Regions from separate parts of the Mus musculus genome. Here region 1 is linked to region 2. The links are chromatin contacts, called in public promoter capture Hi-C maps. All regions are on one chromosome and are shown on one strand. Each heading gives the region's core, a stretch centred on a gene start, on an enhancer-like site or on the middle of the called end of the contact. The rest is flanking DNA. Distances are from core to core; before and after follow the strand shown.

Evidence for each region. Promoter capture Hi-C pulls out the DNA fragments that hold promoters and counts their contacts.
Region 1: a promoter capture Hi-C map of maxillary cranial neural crest shows a contact between it and region 2, with 2.1 times the contacts expected there. The contact joins the promoter of Per3 here to the enhancer-like site in region 2. A contact is called at or near these places in 2 of 39 promoter capture datasets (maxillary cranial neural crest and trophoblast stem cells), 2 of 484 Hi-C or Micro-C datasets (CD4 T cells and nephron progenitors), 3 of 115 datasets of contacts at active chromatin or transcription factors (effector CD8 T cells, embryonic stem cells and memory CD8 T cells) and 2 of 9 other capture datasets (adipose tissue and liver).

What each region holds. Positions count from the first base shown.
Region 1 is chr4:151,041,472-151,046,100 of GRCm38.p6, forward strand. Per3 (period circadian clock 3) reads right to left here and starts at 3,194. Exons shown (of 21, transcript NM_011067.3): 1 at 2,637-3,194; 2 at 2,088-2,233; 3 at 1,205-1,320; 4 at 1-2. The coding sequence starts at 2,761. Gm38529 reads left to right here and starts at 3,382. Exons shown (of 2, transcript XM_017320565.2): 1 at 3,382-3,557.
Region 2 is chr4:150,937,406-150,941,885 of GRCm38.p6, forward strand. The region is part of intron 7 of Tnfrsf9 (tumor necrosis factor receptor superfamily, member 9); the gene reads left to right. Among named protein-coding and RNA genes, the nearest start is that of Tnfrsf9, 19 kb to the left of the region's middle. Within about 2 kb of position 2,741, at least 37 of the 459 cell types and tissues checked have an H3K27ac peak or open chromatin away from gene starts, as enhancers often do. A contact at or near this core is called in effector CD8 T cells and memory CD8 T cells, where this site is marked.

The sequences.
Region 1 (4,629 bases), core at 1,944-4,443, 100 kb after region 2:
TCCTGCAGGAAATATTTAAAACAGACACGGAAGAACTCACAGACAACGCCTCTGCAAAGTCAGGTTCTTCAGGATTTCTATCACGACACATACACCCAACACGCACACACTTGTAAAGATAAAAAGCTTCCTAGTTTTCTCCAGCATGCTCCTTAACAACTACTATAAAAAGCCTACCATGCTTCCTAAAAGTCTAATCTCTATGCCAGAAAGCCCACACCAGCTTCCATGCAGACTAAATATATACAGAGTGCACACACTTTTCTGCAAACTGCGCTCCCCACCAGGAGGGACTGTCTTCTTGTCAGCAGACTCTGCGCTTAAAGCCCAAGCTCAAGCACTCCTCCTCCACAAAGCTGCCCCTGACAGACCCCATTACATAAGAATTGCATCTCAGACCTGTTTTATTAGCCACTAAGTTCATTTGTAACCAGCCATTGTGCTTCCTAGCACGGACTTGTTTCCCTGTCTAGACGGACTGCGAAGATTTTAGAGGGCGAATGTTTTCTTAAAACTTGCTCTTTAAACACCTACCACATCACTGTGCATGTTAGCAGAACAGGCTCTATTATGTAACACTACACAACTCCTGTTGTAGAACTATAAAAAATCATTAAGTTATGATGATGTTGGAGTCTAAATACCAAATGAAGGGAATCTCCACCATCAACACACTATGAGGCTTAATTACTCTGTCAACAAGAAGAGATTAAAAATATAAATATACCACTAAATTTCTCTTCTAAAATGTCACTACAGAAATGACATCTCAACTCACCTGTACTACAAAGTCCAGTGGTTACAACTTGAGGAAGTAGGTATTGGAACTAAGAATGATATAAATAGAAAGTAACAATTTGGAGATTAGAATACGATGCAGGAAATTACTCTGCCACGTTTTGCTTGTTGCTTTTTTTTTTTTTTTTTTTTTCTTTTTCTGTGAGAGAACAGGGGATGCTGAGGGGGAGGGCATTACCTGCTGGCTAAGCACAGGAAACTATGATACAGCACAAGGGGCCAGGGGTCGCGTCTACCTTCAGACAGGATCTCTGGTATGGGCAGGAGACCTCATAGTACCTTTTTAGAACTTTCACCCTTTTTTTTTTCCCTCAGCAAGTGAAACTTCCAGTGACTATTTTAACACCCAGAAAAGGTCCCTAGGAAGAGTCACCAGGTGGAGATGGCAAAACTCATTAAATCTTACTGTGTTCTTAGAAGTATGTTCAGAAGCCAGAGCGGTGAGGTCCTCAAGACTGTATACAGTCACATCTGCCTGGTGTGCTCCGCGTGGACCGAGACTCTGGAAAAAGTCACTGTTTGCTAAGAAAGACAGGGAGATAGACACACAGAGTGGTGACAAGCGTATCTTTAAGAAGTCATTTCTCAGCACGCTAAGGTTGGTGTATTTCCTTAGATGACGATCCCTTACGTGGGTTTCCCTCAAAACCAGGTGATTTTTTTGTTTGCATCAAGGATATGGTTAGGAATGCAAGGTTAGGTATGCAAACTCAAGACTATGAGTTTTATGAATCCTGCCTGCTCTGGGTTACAAGGAGCAAGATTCACTAGAAGTTCTAAAGCTAGTTAATAAAATCAAAGTCCAGATACACACATATATTTTTTTAATGGAGGAAACACTAGAATTCACAAACTATTGATCACAGACTGAGCAAAGCGGTTTCTGCTGGGGGAAGGAAAAACATTTGTTCTTTGATTTAGTCTATTTTGTATATACTACAACTGCATTTCCAAAGTGTGTGCATGACAGAAAAAAACAACCCAGACATGTATTTGCTCGTGTAATCTCCATGGAAGGCAATGCTCCTTGAAAAAGTCCTCTGAGTTTTACTTAAACTGCTCAACTCTTTACTCTTGCAACAGATAGGCACAATATTGCACAGTTACTAAACTGTCAGACAAATAACGTTCTGCTGGCTTTTCAAACTTGGAAAGCCTAAAGCACCACTTACATCAGCTTTAGACTTGCTTGTCTTGGCTACAAATAAAGCCCAAGCCTCTGGAGGCTGGAGTTCCACTGCACATGAGGACTGAGCCCAGCGCCACCCTATTCGCTGCAATGCATTTACCTTGCACACTGTGTACACAGCGCAGGGCATAGTTAAGAGCATCTAGGGTACTGGGCTTAGTGTGCCTCTCGGCTGGGAAATACTTTTTCATTTCTTGGACAACCATTATAAGCTCTTCAGACATTCTGTTTCGGTCTTCGTGTTCACTGAATAGGAAAAAAACAAACAAGAAACCGTAATGGTGGACACTCAAGGAATATCTGATTTTTAGGGATGTCTGGCCACCTCAACTAGCCCAGGTCACAGGTTTAATGCCCTTTCTCTTCCAGGTAGGGGACATTCTACACTTTCATTCTCCCTTCAGTCCCAACTCCGTCAAATTCTTTAACCACTTTCCTCTTTCTTTCCGTACTCTGGTAATTTAGTTTAGTAACATTCCCCCTCCCATCAATCCTCACCGAACTATTTGGAAGTTCCCTTTCAGGTCGCCTCCCCCCCCTACCGCGTCCCCGGGATCAAAAATACAATAAAAAGTTGTAAATCCTGCTTTCCCTGCTCCAGGGAAGGACAATAAACACAGAGGGTGGTGGGGAGACTTCCTAGCGTCACCTGTGGCTGCTGTCCACGCAAGTGCCCTGCAGAGGACCCTCCTGGCCAGACGCCCCCTGGAGCCCCGGTCCCCTAGTCTGGGGACAGTCGCCACCAGGTACTGCCGGGTCTCCACAGGGATCCATCCCGCCTGGCAGCCCTCAGCCTGCTTCTCTCAGTTTGCAGCTAGCAACCAAACCCGGCTTGTTTTGGTCCCTGCCATCGCCTTCGGGAAAGACTGGTCGCCGACCACGCTCATCTGAGGGGCACTTTTCTCCTCAGCATTTCCACAGACTCTGCTGGGGTGACGAGCTACAGCGACAGCTCGATGGCGGAAGCTGGCTGGACGGACCACCAGCGGGGCTCTCAGGGAGCGCGGTCAGCCTGCAACAACTTTTCCACCGTCCTTGCTGGGAAGCCGGCGAGCATCGAGAAACACCTCAGAGAGCAACGTCCGGCGTGACCGGGCAGAAGGCAGGGGCAGCAGCGCCCGGCCGTGCGGGCTCGCAGGCGTCCCGCCAGCCGAGCAACTCGCCGCCGCCCCGCAGAGCCTCGCCCACCCGCGGGCAGTCCAGTCTCGAGGCCGTCCGCGTGCCCAGTGGCCGCCGGCCCCGCCCCCTGCGCGCCAGGGATCCGGTCCCGCCCCTTCGCCGCGCGATTGGTCGCTGTTACCGGCAACACGAGCTCCCATTGGTCAGAGGGCGGGGTGCAGGTCGTGCACGGCGGGGGTTACATAACCGCGGGCGGGTGGGCGGGTGCAAAGGCCCCCGAGTACCTTACATAACGCGCGGGTCGGGCGAGGGCGGCTCTCGGCCAATCCTGGCCAAGTGGAGTGGCCTGGAAGACAACAGGGCCGGGCCGCGCAAGTCTACTGCCGGGCTTCCCGGAGGCGTGGCCTTGGGGCTGTCAGTCACGGGAGGGCGGGGTCCGCGCAGCCAACAGGTAAGTGGACCCGGTGGCGCTTGTGAGTCCGCAGGCCTCTGGGGCTCCCCGGTATCCCAGGAATGCAGTGCTTTGGGGTTCCCATTGTTTTCATCTTTCCAAAACTTGCTGCTTTCTCCCACCCGCCAATATAGGTGAGTGAACCCAGGTAGAATCCAACCGTATTTTCAGAAATACAAGTTTAATGGTACAAGGTAAGGTCCTTGGCTGCCCTCGAGTTACAGGTTCATTTGGCAACAGGAGTTAGATAGTATTGTAAGCGACGCTCTGTTTTCGAGGAAACAGCCAGGATGCTCCTTTTACATAACTGTCTCTACCCTTCAGAAACGAAAGGTACAGGGCAGAGCTCCAGCCTTCTGCTGCCTGGGTACATCAAGAACACACTCGGTAGTGGGTGGAGAGATGGCACAGCACTTGAGAGTTAAGCACCTACTGCTCTTCCTTTGGATGGTTCCCAGGCATCTTCTATCAGTGTCTCACAAAGTGCCTGTAATTCCAGTTATAGGAGATCCAATGCCCTCATCCATCAAGACACCTGCACAGTGAGCATACGCTATCCAGACATACACCACATAAATAATAAGATCTTTAAAAAAATACACTAAGTATTTGTTGGATGAATGAAAGTGTTCAGGCCAAAGGAGAAGGGGAAAATGCCAGAGAGCAAGTATCCACATTTCATATTGGGCAAATGACCGATTTTTAAAAAAAGTCTTTCTCCACACTGGATTACTCTACTCCTGAGTTCTTCAAGAAACATTCATTGTACGACCATTGGGTGCACATGTGGGCAGGGATTATTGTACTGAGGACAGAACCAAATTCTCTCATACTCAACATACAACACATGGATGATGCCTCAAAGTCAAGAAAGCCTAAGATGCTGGTAGGACATAAACTGGTAGGAATGGGAAGGACAGAGGAAGGAGGCAAGAGCCCCAGGGAACAGGCTGGAGGGTAAGGGAGGGCCGCTGAGAAGGGGAACTGAATCTGAGTGATCCTTTGGGGTGGGGGAAATGGGTGGGCTAACAGAACTGAAAAGCACTGTCCCTTTCAGGCCATCCTTGTGAAG
Region 2 (4,480 bases), core at 1,491-3,990:
AGCCTCGGCCTTGGCTCAGGTCTACACTTAAGTAGAGAGAACTGGAGGGTGTGGAAGTGAGTGTAGGATGGACTGCTACGGTGTGAACAAACGCTTTCAGAGGTGGATTTCACCCACTCATAAGCTAAATAAGATGCTGTTAAGAATCAAGCTAGTGTCTGGCACTGAGTCAGTACCCTACACAAAAGCTTTCAGGGTCTACTCGCATTTTATGGTCCAAGATGGGGCAGCTTGTGCTCTGACTTTGTGAAAGACAGGATGAGGGCACAAGATGGTCAGAGATAAAGAGCATCCAGATGGCAAAATTACAGCTTCAAATGAGAGCGGACCGAAGTGTCGAAATTGATTAAAATATTTGAGGAGAGCTCAGTAGGTTAAGACACTTGCTGCAAAGCCTGATGACCTGAGCTCCAACCCTGGGTAGTAGGAGAGAGCTGACTCCCGCGGGTTGTCATCTGGCACGCAAGCACACGCCCGCACATGCGCCCGCACATGCGCACAGGCACACAAGCGCACTGTAAAAGCCTGAGGCTAGAACCAGAGAGGTGGTCCAGCAGGGTAAGGGTGCTTGCTGTTCACTAGTCAGAGAATCATCTCCCAAGCTTTATTTGTGTTTTTGTTTGTTTGTTTGTTTGTTTGTTTGTTTGTTTTTTAACCTGTGGCGGGGGGATGTGGGAACAAGGAACTGAGGTCGTGTCCAAGGCAGTAGGTCAAACTTTTCCGAAATGATGGGGGGGGGACGGGGACTGTACTGGATGCCTCTTCAGAGAGCTTCGAGTTCTCCACTTGCTCCGCTTCCGTGTGAACGGGGCAGCGCTATTTTTATCTGTCTGGTGGGTGGGGAAGAGGAGCTCGTTGTGTTTTGAATTTACATTTCCTTGATGATGGTTGAAGTTAGCTGCCTTTTGCCTTTTTACATTTGATTGGCTGTTTGGATTTCTTACGCTGAGAAGTCTTCCTGCCGGGCCACCTGCCCTTTCCTTATCAATGAAGGGGACACCGTGCATGTCCCCAGCTGTAGATGTCTGTTCCTTTTCTTTGGTCGTTCTCTCTCCTGCCCAGGCTTCTTTCCGGCGCAGCCCTCTAAACTACCAAAAAAATCCTCATCACACCCCACTCCCAGAGAGCCAACAAGGTTTCTATGAACATGTCTTCAAAGGTATTAATTAGTAATGACTGACCTGCAATTTTATAAAAAGCTTTAAAACCCTTTTAGTTTTTATATAATTACACATTCACAGAAAGTCACAAAGAGCAGGATAGCGTCACATGGCATCCGTGAGACCCTAAGGTCACCACGAGGCCAGGACAATGATGGTGTGAACACACATAGCTGTCAGTCACTTCATTAGCTGTGTAGATTCATGTAACATAACTGAACCAGGCAGCTTGTAAAGTGGGGCGTGGGGTGCAGATCTGGAGCCCCGGCATGAGAGAGACTGAAGCAGGAGGCTCATGGCCCTAGATCACAAGACTCAACAACAATCAAGCAAACAAAATGCCCCCAGACTATCCACAAGCAAGGTCTTGGCCCCCGCTGGCTCTCCTCAGCCCCTACTCCTGTCCCCCTTTCTCTGGCAGCCCCCTCATCTATTTTCCATTTTAACTCCTAGTTGTTTAAAAAGTATATTTATTATTTAATGTGTTACAATTAATTTGTTACAAAAACAATTGCATGAGTTTTATTGTATAAAATGCACGCAGGGACATGTGGAGGCCAGACCCTCTGGAACTGGACTTACAGGCAGTGATATGTCACTGTGTGGCTCCTCTGTGTGGGTGCTGGGAACTGATCTAGGGTCCTTTGCAGGAGCAGCGAGTGCTCAACTACTGAGCCAGCTCTCCAGCCCTGTGATATTTTACTCTTACATGTAAAACAATCAACCCAAACCAAACAAAAACAACAACAACCCACCCCTAAATCTATGGATGCTTATGGGTAGGTTTCATGTGAGGGTAAGTTTTTGTGTCTCTTAAGATAAATGCACCCAGAGAGTCAGATGTTTCTGAGTTTGCTTTTGTTTACTTTGTGTGTGTGCTGAGATCAGAAGACCACCTGCAAAGGGAGATTCTCTCCTCCACTTGGCTGAGTCTCTCTTGTATCCACCAAGCAATGTAGACTAGCTAGCACTGAGTCTCCATCCCCGGCCCCACCCCCATTCCCCACCCCTGTCTTTGCCTCTCATCCATCTTGCCATAGGAATGCTGGTCTCACCACTGGATTTGGCTTCAAAATATTTTCTTAATGGAGCTGGAGAGATGGCTCCTCTGGCTGAGAGCACTGACCGTTCTTCCAGAGGTCCTGAGTTCAATTCCCAGCCACCACATGGTGTCTGACAGCCACCTGTAATGGGATCTTATGCCCTCTTCTGGTGTGTAGGTGTACATGTAAATAGAGCACTGACTTTTTTTTTTTCCTAAAGGAAAAATAGTTTTATGTCTCTCCCTCCCCGAGAGAGAGAGAGAGAGAGAGAGAGAGAGAGAGAGAGTGTGGTGGATGTATGAGAGGAGGAGGTGTAATGAGGCATGAGTGCGTGCGTGTGGGGGCTATGGATGTGTGTGCATGGTGGAATGCATGTGGGGGCACGGGTGTGTGTGGGCAGTCACATGCAAGTGCATGTGTGTAGGTCAGAGGAGTCCCCGTGGGAGTAGGTGCTCTCCTTCTACCACATGGTTCACAGGGATTAAACGCAAGCCTTCAAGCTTCAGCAGCAGGTGCTTTTCGCCCAGCTACCTCGCCAGCCCACATCTAAGAACCCCTCCCTACGTCCTGGGTCGGAAGGGTTGAGACTTTCCCCAGTGGTAGTGTCTACGTTTTACACTTTTGTGTTTGACATTTAAAGCTATAAGTTAGCTAGCTATAAAGTGTCAGAACTTAAGGTCGAGACTTTTTCTTTTTGGGGCTAGGGAGCTGTGCTTGCCATATTCCAGTGTTACTCAAAGAAACAGTCTCCCTTCTCTGTCTACCCACATTTTTATTGGCTCTGTGCTCATGAGGGGGTGGAGTCCCTGATTATTGGCAGTTCTTGTGAGGGGGCGGAGTCTTCTGTTACAGCTGTGTGTCTATTCCTGCACCATCGAGTCTTGATTACTGTGATGATAATATCAGTCTCAAAACTGGGTAGAGAGTAGAGGACCCTCCCCGCCCCATCTTACCTGTTCAGGTTTGTTTTAGCTGTTTATTCTGTTTCTTTTATAGTTCCGTGTAAACTTTATGAGATTCTTATCTGTGTCTACAGAAAGGCAGCTGGTACTCTGATGGAGGTGTCGTGAAATCTGCGGATCTTCCCGCTAGCTGTCCCTCTCCATGAACCTAGTATGGCTCTCCATTTACACTTCCTCTTTCCTTACCGATATTTTATAATTTACAATATATAAGTCCAATATGCCTTTTTTTATTTTTATTTTTTAAGATTTGGGCCTGAGTATTTACTGCCCCCCTTCTTAGCGCGCGCGCGCGAGCACGCGCGTGCATGTGTGTGTGTGTGTGTGTGTGTGTGTATTTTTGCACACATCTGGGCATACCTGTGTGGGAGAATGTGCACGTGGACGCCCTATTTTGGTGTCAGGAATCATCTTTGATTTTTTTCTTTCATCTTTTTCATGGAAGTGGGATCTGTCAATCAAACTCAGAGCTCACCTATATGGCTGGGCTTGCTAGCCATCTTGCTCTGAGGATCTGGTCTCCTCTCTCTACCCCCCAAGTCTGGGATTACAGCCAGGCTGCCATGCTCACGTGGTCATTTTGTGGGATTCTAGGGATCCGAACTCACATCCTCATAAGTAGGTGGCCAGCACTTTAGTCACTGAACTATCGCCTCTGTCTTCTTAAAAATCCTTTTCTAAAGCTTTTCTATGTGTATATATATATATATATATATATATATACATATATATATATATATATGCCTGTGTAAGTGAATGCTGTGTGTATTGGAGGCAGACACCCTGGAGTAGGAGATTGTGAGCTCTCTGACCTGGGTGCTGGGAACTGAACTCAGGTCCTCTGCAAGAACAGCAAGCCCTCTTGGCCACTGAACATCTCTCCAGCCCCATTCCTTTGTTTGTTTTGTTTGCTTTTGTTCTTAGAGAACTGTTTATTTTCTGTATGTGAGTACACTGTTGCTGTCTTCAAAACACCAGAAGAGGGCATCAAATCTATTACAGATGGTTGTGAGCTGTGGGTGAGATGTGGGTGCTGGGAATTGAACTCAGGACCTCTGGAAGAGCAGTCAGTGCTCTTAGCCATTGAGCCATTTCTCCAGGCTCTTGGAATTTTTGTTTGTTTGTTTGTTTTTGAGACAGAGTTTCTCTGTGTAACCCAGACTGTCCTGGGACTATGTAGACAGGCTGGCCTTAAAATCAGAGATCTACTGGGATTAAAGGTGTGAGCCAGCAGTGTCCAGCACTCCAGTCCCACCCCCTCTTTTCTTTAGACAACTGGACATGACATAGGGCCTTAGATCATGTGTTCATTATG